2 separate regions of the Gossypium hirsutum genome follow, and region 2 is linked to region 1. The links are chromatin contacts, called in public Hi-C maps. All regions are on one chromosome and are shown on one strand. The core of a region is the stretch at or near the end of the contact, and the rest is flanking DNA. Distances in the headings are between cores, read along the strand shown.

Region 1 (5,723 bases), core at 2,767-5,266:
TATGTTTATGTCTATTTTATTTTTAAACATTAACATCTCTATAATCATATGACATAATCTATGTAACACCCTAAATCCTGGCCCAGAAGTTTCGACTGGATTTCAAAGGTCACATTGGCCACCAAAATGACCCAACATAAAACAATGACCAAAATTTTGACTTTCTATTTAGAAAATAATTTTCTTTTCATGTTTAACAAAAAATCATGGTTATCCTTTCTTACATACCAAATATTAGTTTTCTCGTAGCTTAAAGAAGTTAAAAACCAATTTACGAAAGCCCTAATCGATTTACAAATATTTCATAATTAAGAATTTGATAGCCAGAGTTCCAAAACCAGTGACATGCACGAAATCTCAATTTAATCGCAAAACCAAAATAAAACCATACCATAGTTCTTATAAAAATTAAATTATAGTCCGAAAGATATTAGTTTATTAAAACTTATGAAAGACTTTATTTAATCAAAGGAAAACGTGTCATTCTGAGATTTTCGTCTTGTCGAGTCCAACATCTAATCTTGAGGGTTACCTGAAAGGGAGAAAACTAAGGGGGATGAGCTATGAAGCTCAGTGTGAGTCTTAAAATAAACATAAAAGCAGATTCGAACAGAAACAAATCAATGCGGCATCACACAATAGTTCAGACTTATAGAAACAAAATTCGAATCACACTCAGATACCATACAGATTACTGCATCATACTACTTTACACTAACGAGTAAGCAACTATTATAATCAAATGTAGAATGGCGAACAACCCGCCTAACCAATCGCTACACACCATCTCCACAAAACCCCCTACACATACCAATAAGGGTATATTAAACCCTTTCCAACATCTACACTCCAATATTGAGTTATGATGGACCCATCCAATCGAAACACACCATGAAGTGGACGTATGTCAATTGTATTAATGCAGATTTACCATTAAAAAAAATATAAGTATGCAATTTAACTGCCAAACCGAACTTCCTTCCCTTCATAATCATATCCCCGCCACAAATACAATGCAAATAGATATACAAAATCAGATACACTCATTTTCAGCTTCCACATTTAATAACCATGTTTGCAAATCAGTTCAGTTCAGCAGAATCAAAATCAGTCATACTCATATTCAGTTACAAGATAGTGGAAACAAAAGTTCATAGTTTCTAATTATCATATCCAACCATTTTCATATACCGAGTTTAATGTACCAAATTATAAAAACAATTTATACGACATCAAAACTAAATCATATAAACGTATATATAAAAAGTATCCTAACAGTAATATATTTCATTCGGAGACCTTACACAAACAGTATTAGTGTCCTAAATACTTCTTTAAAGGCTTAAACATACAAGGGACTACTCAAGAACTAAAACGAATCACTTAGCAAAAACGGTGGAAACATTACAAAAAAAGGACCACACGGCCCTATAGATAGGCTTTGTGGAAGGGTCCAGACTACGTGATAGGGATACACGACCGTGAGACTTAGGGAGGCGCCTGTGTGACTGAGATACACGATCATGTGATTGAGAGACATAACCGTGTGACTGGGTTACATAACCATGTAGGCAAATTGTGTAATTCTCTATCCCGTGTGGCAATTTCACAAGTACAAAGCAGGGAAGACACAGTCATGTCTCAAGCCTATGACACCTCCCCAGGCTGTGTGCGATCTATAAATTCTTAACAGAGGTCAAACGGCCATGTGGTCACCCATGTAACCCATCCTAGGCCGTGTGACTCAAAAACTTACCTAATTTCTTAGGTGACACACGGTCGCGTGGACCGCTCGTGTGCCTAAAAAACCACCACAATCCTTGCTGTAAAACACAAAAATTAACCACAAACATCATCCTTAATTAGAGTGTTTAAGAAACACACCTGAAAGACGATTCTCACACACTAACGATCAAACTGTTACACCTTAATTAAACTTGTCTGAAAACTCAATTTTACAAACACACTAAACCTATAAGAAAATCGGTCTGAACCATATACAAAAATCAAAGAAACCAATGTAAATCTCAAGAAATCAGCACTACACTTACCCGATTCAAAACTTGATTGAACAAAAAGTAACTTTGAGGAGTGACAATTAACGATAATGATGATGAAATCAAAAGGAAAACTTGAAGAACAAAGGGAAAGAAAAAGAGCGTTGAAAACAAGGAGAAAATGTAAAAGCCAAAAGAGTAAAAATCTAAAATTAGGGAAAAAAAGAAAACTAACGTGAAAAGAAGTGGAAGCGTGAGAAATTCTAGGAATTTCCATTTTTCAAAAATATAAAATAAACAAAATGATATTTAACAAATCCTATCAGAATTTTCAGAATTAGAACAAAAAAGAATTTCCCCTATGCATTCACAAAGACTCAACCCAAAACCTTAAGGTAAACTACCTCTTAGCCACTGAACTAACAAACTCATTATACTCTCAAAACGCAAAAACTAATTTAAAGGTCCATTCGAACCACTGACCCAACCAACAAACCTTAAATCTTGTAACCTCAATTTCGGGGTGTGACAATCTATATTGTTATTTTAAAAATATATATTTATTATTAAAATATTAAGTTTTTTTATTTATTTTAACACGATTGTATTCCTATTTTAATATAAAACAATGTCTATTGATATTTTGATAGAATATAATTTTTAATATATATATAAATAATTCATCACTATATAAAATTTTCATATTAATATCTTTAAATAATTATTTTCTATTGTCACCTCATTATTACAACTGCATTAAAATTTAGCTTGATTTTAATCTTACTATTACAATACTCTATCTTACTAACTAATCGTACATTATTTTTATTTTAAATATCATTGAAGTCAATCAATGAAAACCTAATTTTTTTTTTTAAGAACCTACCTCTATTCTTATCCAATAAGGTACCCATTAAGCGGGGCCATGTTCGACTCCAAACCTTTTTATATAATCCCTTCTATCATATTCACAGAAAAAATAGACTTTCCAAACCATCTACGACTTTGAGCACTACAAATATTAATTACCTTTGACTTTTATCACCGCTATTAATATAATTATACAAACATTTTAACTTTGACATGCTTTATATTTATAAAAGAAAAATTCAAACATATTAAATAAAAAAAGTGCACCAAAGATAAAAGATAAACTAATTTATGTAATTAAAAATCAAATAAAACAAATTTAGAAAACAAGTTTTGAAAATAACATCAAATTCTTTTAAATTGCTTTACTACTATGTATAATCGATTCTCTTTTTTTTTTTTGTTGATTTTAGGATATCATGATCGGTAACAATGACTAACTCTTTTATCACGAATAGTGGCAGAGTCAGAAATTTTTTTTAGGAGTGTCATAATTAAATTATATATTTTTACGATAGTAGAAATGTAATTTCACTATTTTAATTGTCTATATTTTTATAATTTTTAAAGGATTAAGTCAAATTTTTATTATTTTGGGGGGACAAAGTATAATTTTACCATTATTGATTTAAAATTTTATAAATTATAAAAAGCTTAAATGAAAAACTTTCTATTTTAAGGAGTCGGGTCCCCTACCAGTCCCCTTGGCTCCACCACTTGTCATAGATGCTTTTCAGAAAAGTATTTGGCTAGTCATGAAGCATGTTTCATTCTCATAAGTAGAGATCAAACCTCTCAAATACATGATTAACGGACGAGATGGGCAACCACCATGCCACATGGTTAAAGCACCTTTAAACAAAACTTTAAATAACTACATTAATCATATAACAAGTTATACCATTAAATAAAGGGATATTCACTTACATCAATATAAAACTAAAATAAATTTACATTTTTTCATAAGTTTTCATACGAATAATTCAACAGTTAAATTTATCAAAATATTTATATTTATCAAGCATATAAATATTTTAATCGATATAATAACTTTATTATATGATATAAAATATTAATGATTGATTTTTTAATATAAAACAAATAATTTAAAATTTGTGTGAAAACATAAAAGATCATTTCTCTCCATGACAACGAATAAACTGGTACGTGGAACATATATCAATTAAACAAAAATGGAAAATGAAATTAAAAAAGAAGCATCACTCGGCCTGGCTTTTAATAAGCAGCAAATAACGGCTGCGCTTTGTAAGTGGCGGAGGTGTGAGAGTGTAACTCAAGTAATAGCTTCCTTCCTACGCAACGCGTCACTGCTGAGTTAAAAAGGGAAGGGGTTTTATTAAGGGTTGGCAATGTCAAACGTCAAAATCAAATTGGATGAAAAAGTAGGTATGAATCAGCTGTCCCCATCTCTATCTCTTTGAAAAGTACAACAACAGCATCCCCTTTGACTTGCAATGCCAACGGTATTTCATGTTCCCCGCGTGACGCCGTGGCTCGCGTCACTCTTTATTAAACCCCCCTTTCCACATTCTTCATTCATCTCCTCTTATTTATTTGTTAATTAACCATAATAATAACAAACCATTTCTCCTCCTCAAATACAACTGCAATTCCAAACCTCCCAATTCCTTTTCACTTTTCTATATATTCTTCTCTAACAATCCATCCATCCATCCATCCATCCATGCCATGGGTGCCTGTTTCTCTTACGAAATCCCTGAATTTTCAGAATCTGGGTCTCGCCCAACAGCTCATGTTATTTCCCTCAACGGTGATCTTCATAAATATAATCCCCCGGTCTGCGCCTCTCAGGTTCTTCACGCCGAAGCCTCCTCCTCCTCCTCTTCTTCTTCCTCCTCCATCTTCCTTTGCAACTCGGATAGCTTATCTTACGACGATTACGTTCCGGCCTTGAATGCGGACCATCAACTGCAACCCAATCAGATATACTTCGTGCTTCCCGTTTCCAAGCTTCAGCAGCGATTGGCTTCCAAGGATATGGCCGCTTTGGCCGTCAAAGCCAGCGTTGCTATCCAGAATGACTCTAGAAACGATTCTAATCGGCGCAAGAAAGCCCGAATTAACCCTGTGATGGTGGTAGCTCAATCTGTTGTTGATCCTGTTGGCGCTTCTACCGTATCAGCCCCAACCCCCAGCAGCACCAAGTCCTTTACCAAGTCCCAGACTCAACCTCAGCCAGCTGGGATGTCAAGATCTGCTTCTTTTAGAAAATTGCAGCGATACACATCCAGACGAGCCAAATTGGCCGTTCGTTCTTTTAAGCTAAGGCTGTCCACTATTTACGAAGGCTCCGTTCTGTAATCTACCTACCCGGATCCACCTTTCAAGTTGTTAATTTTCCATGAGCCCCCAATGTAACATATTATACATACATACATATATCTATTATATTCAAAACTTCTCTGTCCTGTATAGAAACTGAGATCGAGAGTGTCATTTTTTTATTGAGTTAACCGGAGATTCCATTAATCATCATTCTCACATGAATTTTTGTGGGTCTTTTTCATCTTTATATTTCATTTATTCGCAACTTGTATGTAATATTGAGAGAGAAGGCAGGAAGCATATATTTGGAGGTATAAAATCATCAGAAGGAAAATGGAACATTACGTCTACAATCCAAAGGCTCAAGGGGCGGTCTCAATTGTTTATCTGTTTTGAACAAGTCAAAACGGAATTGCTTTAAATTATAATTATGTTTTTGTTTAAATGCGGATATCCTACCGGTTCTACCCGAATCCAATGGTTATTTGTAAATGGATTTGACCTTAGCTTGTCATAGAGAGGCCCTCCAAAGGCTTCATGAAACGGCTG
Region 2 (5,311 bases), core at 2,549-5,048, 160 kb before region 1:
AGGATTAAAGCTTTTTAGTCATATTGTTCAATGGCCTTTTGAAAGTTTTAAGAAAATACAAAAAAGTTAATATGGAAAATCAAGAAAAGAAAAAGCTTAGGTGCTACAAGAAACAAAGGAGGACAAGGGAAAGAGGCTGGTCAATCGCATACCTATTATCATATGCAATATTTTCTCTAATCAACCTTCTGTAGACTTAAAATATGCTTATGTGCCAACCCATTTAAAGATACAAGGTTAAAGTTCAAGACCGGATACAACTTGATTTAGTTTATAAATAGACACTGAAGTTTCTAAGAATGTTTGCAGATCATGCACTCTATAATCCAACTCTAAATGGAATAATCTACAGCTATGATACCCTGCAAGCACGCTCAAACTTATCCACCTTCAAACGCGTGCCTCTTGCATTATATTCATGGACCTATTTAGGCAATAATTATTAATACCTCTCTAGAAGTCAATTTAAGTATATCACTAAATGCTTGCCCACGAACGACAGAATCGCTTTATAAAGAATCATAATTAAAGGAGATCCAACTCTAATACTTTTTAAAGCACCAAACTTGGTAAATTAGCAGGCAAACTAAACCTCTTGGCCAATGGCAAGATACTGGTATTGTATGGAGTCAAAGCTTGGGTTCAATCTCAAGCATCCCTACCCCATCCCCAATTATCAAGTGTATCAAAATAAAAATAAAAATGAAAATAACTAAGTAAAACCCCAATATTATACCGCTAAATAAAAGGTTGTGATTAAGGCCCCACAAAACCAAGGTGTAGAAGAAGAGAACCGAGAACACTAATATGTTACTACATTTTTAAGATAAAGCCTATATATAAAAACATGGATATGACAAATAAGATACAGCAACTATGATAACCTTTTAGAAATGAGGATACGGTAAATAAAAACTCTAGGCTAGTGGCAAGATACTTGTGTTGTATGGCTCAGAACTTGGATTAACATAGCATCTGTACCCCCATCCCCCAATAATCAAGTGTATCAAAATAAAATCAAAACAGTAAACCCCAAAAAAAATACCACTAAATAAAAAGTTGTGATCCACAAAATCAAGGTTTAGAAGAAGTGAACCGAGAATACTCATATGATAAGACATTTTTAAGTTAAAGCTTATATATCAGAACATGGGTGTGACAGATAGGATACAGCAACTATGGTCATTTTTATAAAAATGAGGATACAGCAATAAGAAAACATAAATGTAATATTTTTTCCAATAACCATTTCCTTTTTTCTCCCCTTACCATCAACCATAATAAGAAAAAGATGACTAAATCTCACACTTCGCCTCACCAAATAATTAAAACAGAAAGAGTGTTGCTTCTTATTCCCTAGTCCTATTCATGGATTCATGTCATTACTTTTCAAACCTTGATTTCTGACATATTTCATAGACAAAGAAAATCTCATATGTTGAAAAGTAAGATTTATATTTTTTGAGGGTATCACCTAATTTAACTATATCTATATTTCAATTCTTATTTCCTCCTTAATTCAATAACAACTATTAAAAGATGCCAAAGGTTTTTCAGGTAATATCCATTTTCCCAGAGAAAAGATATTAGACATCTCAACACAATGGCATCTCAATACAACCAAGAATACAGGAAAAAGGGCAATTTTCTTGCAAGTGTTATATGGAATCTTGTTTGATAGACTTTGAAGTCAGATCGTACAGAATTTATTTGTACATATAGGTAAAAAATGTGAGTTCATCAACTTTGTGCCCAAAACAGAAGCAGTTATGTGATGGCATAATGGCAACTCTAGAAATAGTGTTAACAAGCGTGTCATTGCCATGTTGATTGGCATTTCCAACTTTGGATACTTCACACAAATTCTTCTTCATTCGTGGTAGAGAGAGAGAGAAAGAGAGAGAAACCCAACGAATTAACTACCGAAGTTAGAAGATACAGTTTTCTATTAGTGCATCTTTAATAACGAAAATAACCAAATTAACGCCTAGCCAGAATTTAATCTTATTTACCTTCCTAAACAAGAAACAGATCCAAACCACTTTACACGTAGATAAAATCCGGTTGTTTGTAACCTTTTACTTGTTGACACCTAAAGCTGTTAGCTTGGATAATGTATTAGATAAGAATGTTGAAATTCCAAAACAGCAAAATAAATGCATCATTATAAGCATTAATAAAACCAGACTGAACGTCACCTCTGATTTGTCAATGATTGCTACGTGAGTTAAACAAGAATATAGGATGATTTAAGGGTTCAGAGAAAAGGTTAAAAACATCAATTAAAGATTCCAGATATGCAAGCATACCACTTCGTAGCCACCCAATTTAATAACTGCTCTCCACAACCTACATTGGATGCGAACATGCACCAAGAGAAAAGCAGAAATTAGACTCTGAGAAAAAGCAGACTAATAACCTAGAAATCCCAGAAGAATGATCAGTGCAAACTCACTTAAGGCAGTTTAGCGGTTCTCCATAAAATTTAGGGGGCTTGAATTCCAATGACCTATCCTTATAGAAACTTTCCAGCTCCTTCATGAATGCTGCTCGCTCCTCTGGTGTTCCAGCTTCATCAGCCTCCCCCATCTATAAGCCAAACAAGTCAAAGTGAGTTAGAAATAGGATAAACAGAACTATTGACACTTCATTTGTTAATGTCAGAACTTATAGGACATTTCTTTTATGTACCTCAGGATCAAGCAACCAACTCTTTGATTTCTCCACCTTCTCAGGTCCAGATTCAGGCGCAAGAGAGCGAAGGGGAGTAGCATCTCCATTGACTTTCTGCTCCAATGGTTCAGCAGGAGGAGCATCAGAAGGATCGGTATTAGCACCATTGGAAGATATGTTATCAGGTTTAACGGGCATAGGAGGATTATCAGTCATGTTAACATCAGTGGGCAAGGTTGAAGTTGTATCAGCAATTGTTTCATTGGCATTTTGATCCTTAGTGGGGGGTGAGGACTGTTGCTCTTGGACAGCAGTATCAACAAGGTTAACTTGGGAAGCCTCAGGCAGCTGCTGTTCCAACATTTCGGTATCTTCCATCTTGCTTGTACAGATTCTGCTGTCCACATCAACAGTTGAATTAGTGATTTTTTAAAGGAAAAAAAAGATGAAAAACAAAACCCTAAGTCCTACTTGTTTTTCAAAACCATATATATATATATATATAACAAGAAAAATATGAAAAACAAAAAACTAAGCGTCAAAAGAAATGAAAGAGAGCAAAATTAGAGTGCCCTAAAACCTAATAATTTAAAGATAGTTGAAAAAAAAGAGTAAAAAGTGATGGTGGAAGAAGAAACTAGCCTAGAGCGGCGAAGGAAGGGGAGAGAGGGGAGAAGAGAGAAATGCAGTTAGGGCTTTGAGAGAGAATGCGAATGCCAAAGAATTGCAATAGCAATAAATAGGGAGAGCAGCAACAGCATCCGAGTGGCATTAACATAGAAAGTATCGTTCATGGCAGGGAACTTACAAAATTCGACGGTTACACCTTACCTGCTCTGCCTGGGCTGGGATTGTTGATTTCTGATTGGGATTTTTTCGGCTCTGCCAACTTAGCTACCAAATAAGAACTCTCCTTCCTTTTTTAGCGTCGTTGCTTTCGGCTCGGCTTGGATTTGCTTGGCTTGGCTGCTGAGGTCTTGTTCCTTCTTTAGCATAATAATAAATGAAAAAAAAAACCGAGTGAGTGAATGGTGTATTGCCGTATTGGGGTGTTTCTCTCTCTCTTTTTTCCCCCAAGCGGTGTGGTGATGAGTTGAAACCAAACAGAAGCGTCTGCAGGCCTTGAACCTACGAGCGAAGTGCTGTAGGGCTGTTTTAATTCCCCAATAGCAAACAGGCCTGGCCTTCTTTCAACTTTAATTCCCACTACTCTCCAGGTCCATTTTAGCCCAGTTTCTACATCTCCCATTTCGGTGGTTTTTATACTTCTTTTCTTAAGACCAAATCCAACAACATAACCCAAAAATTAATTGAAAAGCCCATCTACCCTTTGTGCATTAATGAAAATTTATTTGGATATATGGTTGGATTTCCTCATTTATGCTATTATTAAGAGTTTAATTAAGTTAGCGTGACTTATTAATCGAGTCTTAAATCAATTGTAAAATTATCAAAAAAAATTTTATAAATCAACAATTGTTATTTTTATAAATAAAAAATATCCCATCATATTAATATTGTCAAATCAACACTTACAGCATAAAATCATAAAGTCATGACATCTATGCAATCTTGACAAACACCTATGCACCCTTCATAACCATAAAACTACAAACACAAGACACTTGTACTAATAAAGCACTACTAACAATATTCTAGTTAAATACAAAAGAGAAAACTAATATAGTTCTCTAATACTTGACCAAAATTTAATTAGAAAAAAGCTTTATAAGGTGTTGGAAGACCATCTTTATTCAAGATGCCGGGAAAGTTACTGCTCGTTCCATGTCTTGTTATAACGAAATTGTTTCTCTATTTTAACCTACAAATTTGAGCTTTGAATAGGTTTCATTTGTATTGAGTTCAGTCCACCTTAATGTTGCATATTTGACAAAACACGAAGCATGATTTGACTAGGGTTTTAAAGACTCCCAGTTGAATTGCTTGAGGTGATTGGATAAGTACTGAATAACTAAATAAAATAGATAGATCTTTCTCTTCGTCTCAGGTCGATGGATTTTCTCAACTAGAGGATCCCCTATATGGATAATATATGGATAGTACACATTCTAGTTGACTGAGCCTAATTCTATTATAATTGTTTTGTTCCGAAGCAAAGATATCTACGAGGCAGTTCACCTATTTTTAGATATTCACAACCAAAAAGTACTGGATTCTCTTTTAGATAAGTCCTAAAAGGAGAAGGAAAGCTGGAATACCACCAAGCGTCTATTATTGAATTCACCCGACCCGATAGTACCCATTTTTGGAACGTCCAATGCTAAAGTCACGGAATGGGTAAGTCGTCAATCCCTAAATTGGATTAAGTCTTATTATCTCTTGAGAGAGTTTTGGTGTTGTTAGAAGATTGATTAATAAAGACTTTTAGTTAATAAATACTCAGAATAATTACAACTTTTAAATAGAAGTTTAAAGCCTATCAAAACATTGTTGATTAACCACTTGAATAGGCCTATAAATAGGTTGCTTGTAGTGTCACTTATAGAGCGATTTTTAGACTGTCTTTGTTGACAACTTTGTTATGTTCTTGTAACATCCATCACTCGGCATGGTCGTCGAACGCAGCTACAGGATGCTACCATAGTAACCAGAGAAAATCATATTCAAATTGCAATAA

What was found. A called contact is a pair of places that touch in the nucleus more often than the background predicts.
Region 2: a contact with region 1 is called in a Hi-C map of leaf, with 2.2 times the contacts expected there. The contact joins the promoter of LOC107922257 here to the promoter of LOC107921033 in region 1. A contact is called at or near these places in 2 of 34 Hi-C or Micro-C datasets (both in leaf).

What each region holds. Positions count from the first base shown.
Region 1 is chrD01:15,229,188-15,234,910 of Gossypium_hirsutum_v2.1, reverse strand. It overlaps LOC107921033, which reads left to right and starts at 4,016. Exons shown (of 1, transcript XM_016850889.2): 1 at 4,016-5,378. The coding sequence starts at 4,578. The coding sequence ends at 5,210.
Region 2 is chrD01:15,392,321-15,397,631 of Gossypium_hirsutum_v2.1, reverse strand. It overlaps LOC107922257 (AT-rich interactive domain-containing protein 5), which reads right to left and starts at 3,798. Exons shown (of 14, transcript XM_041087118.1): 1 at 3,505-3,798; 2 at 2,692-3,070; 3 at 2,456-2,589; 4 at 2,310-2,349. The coding sequence starts at 3,051.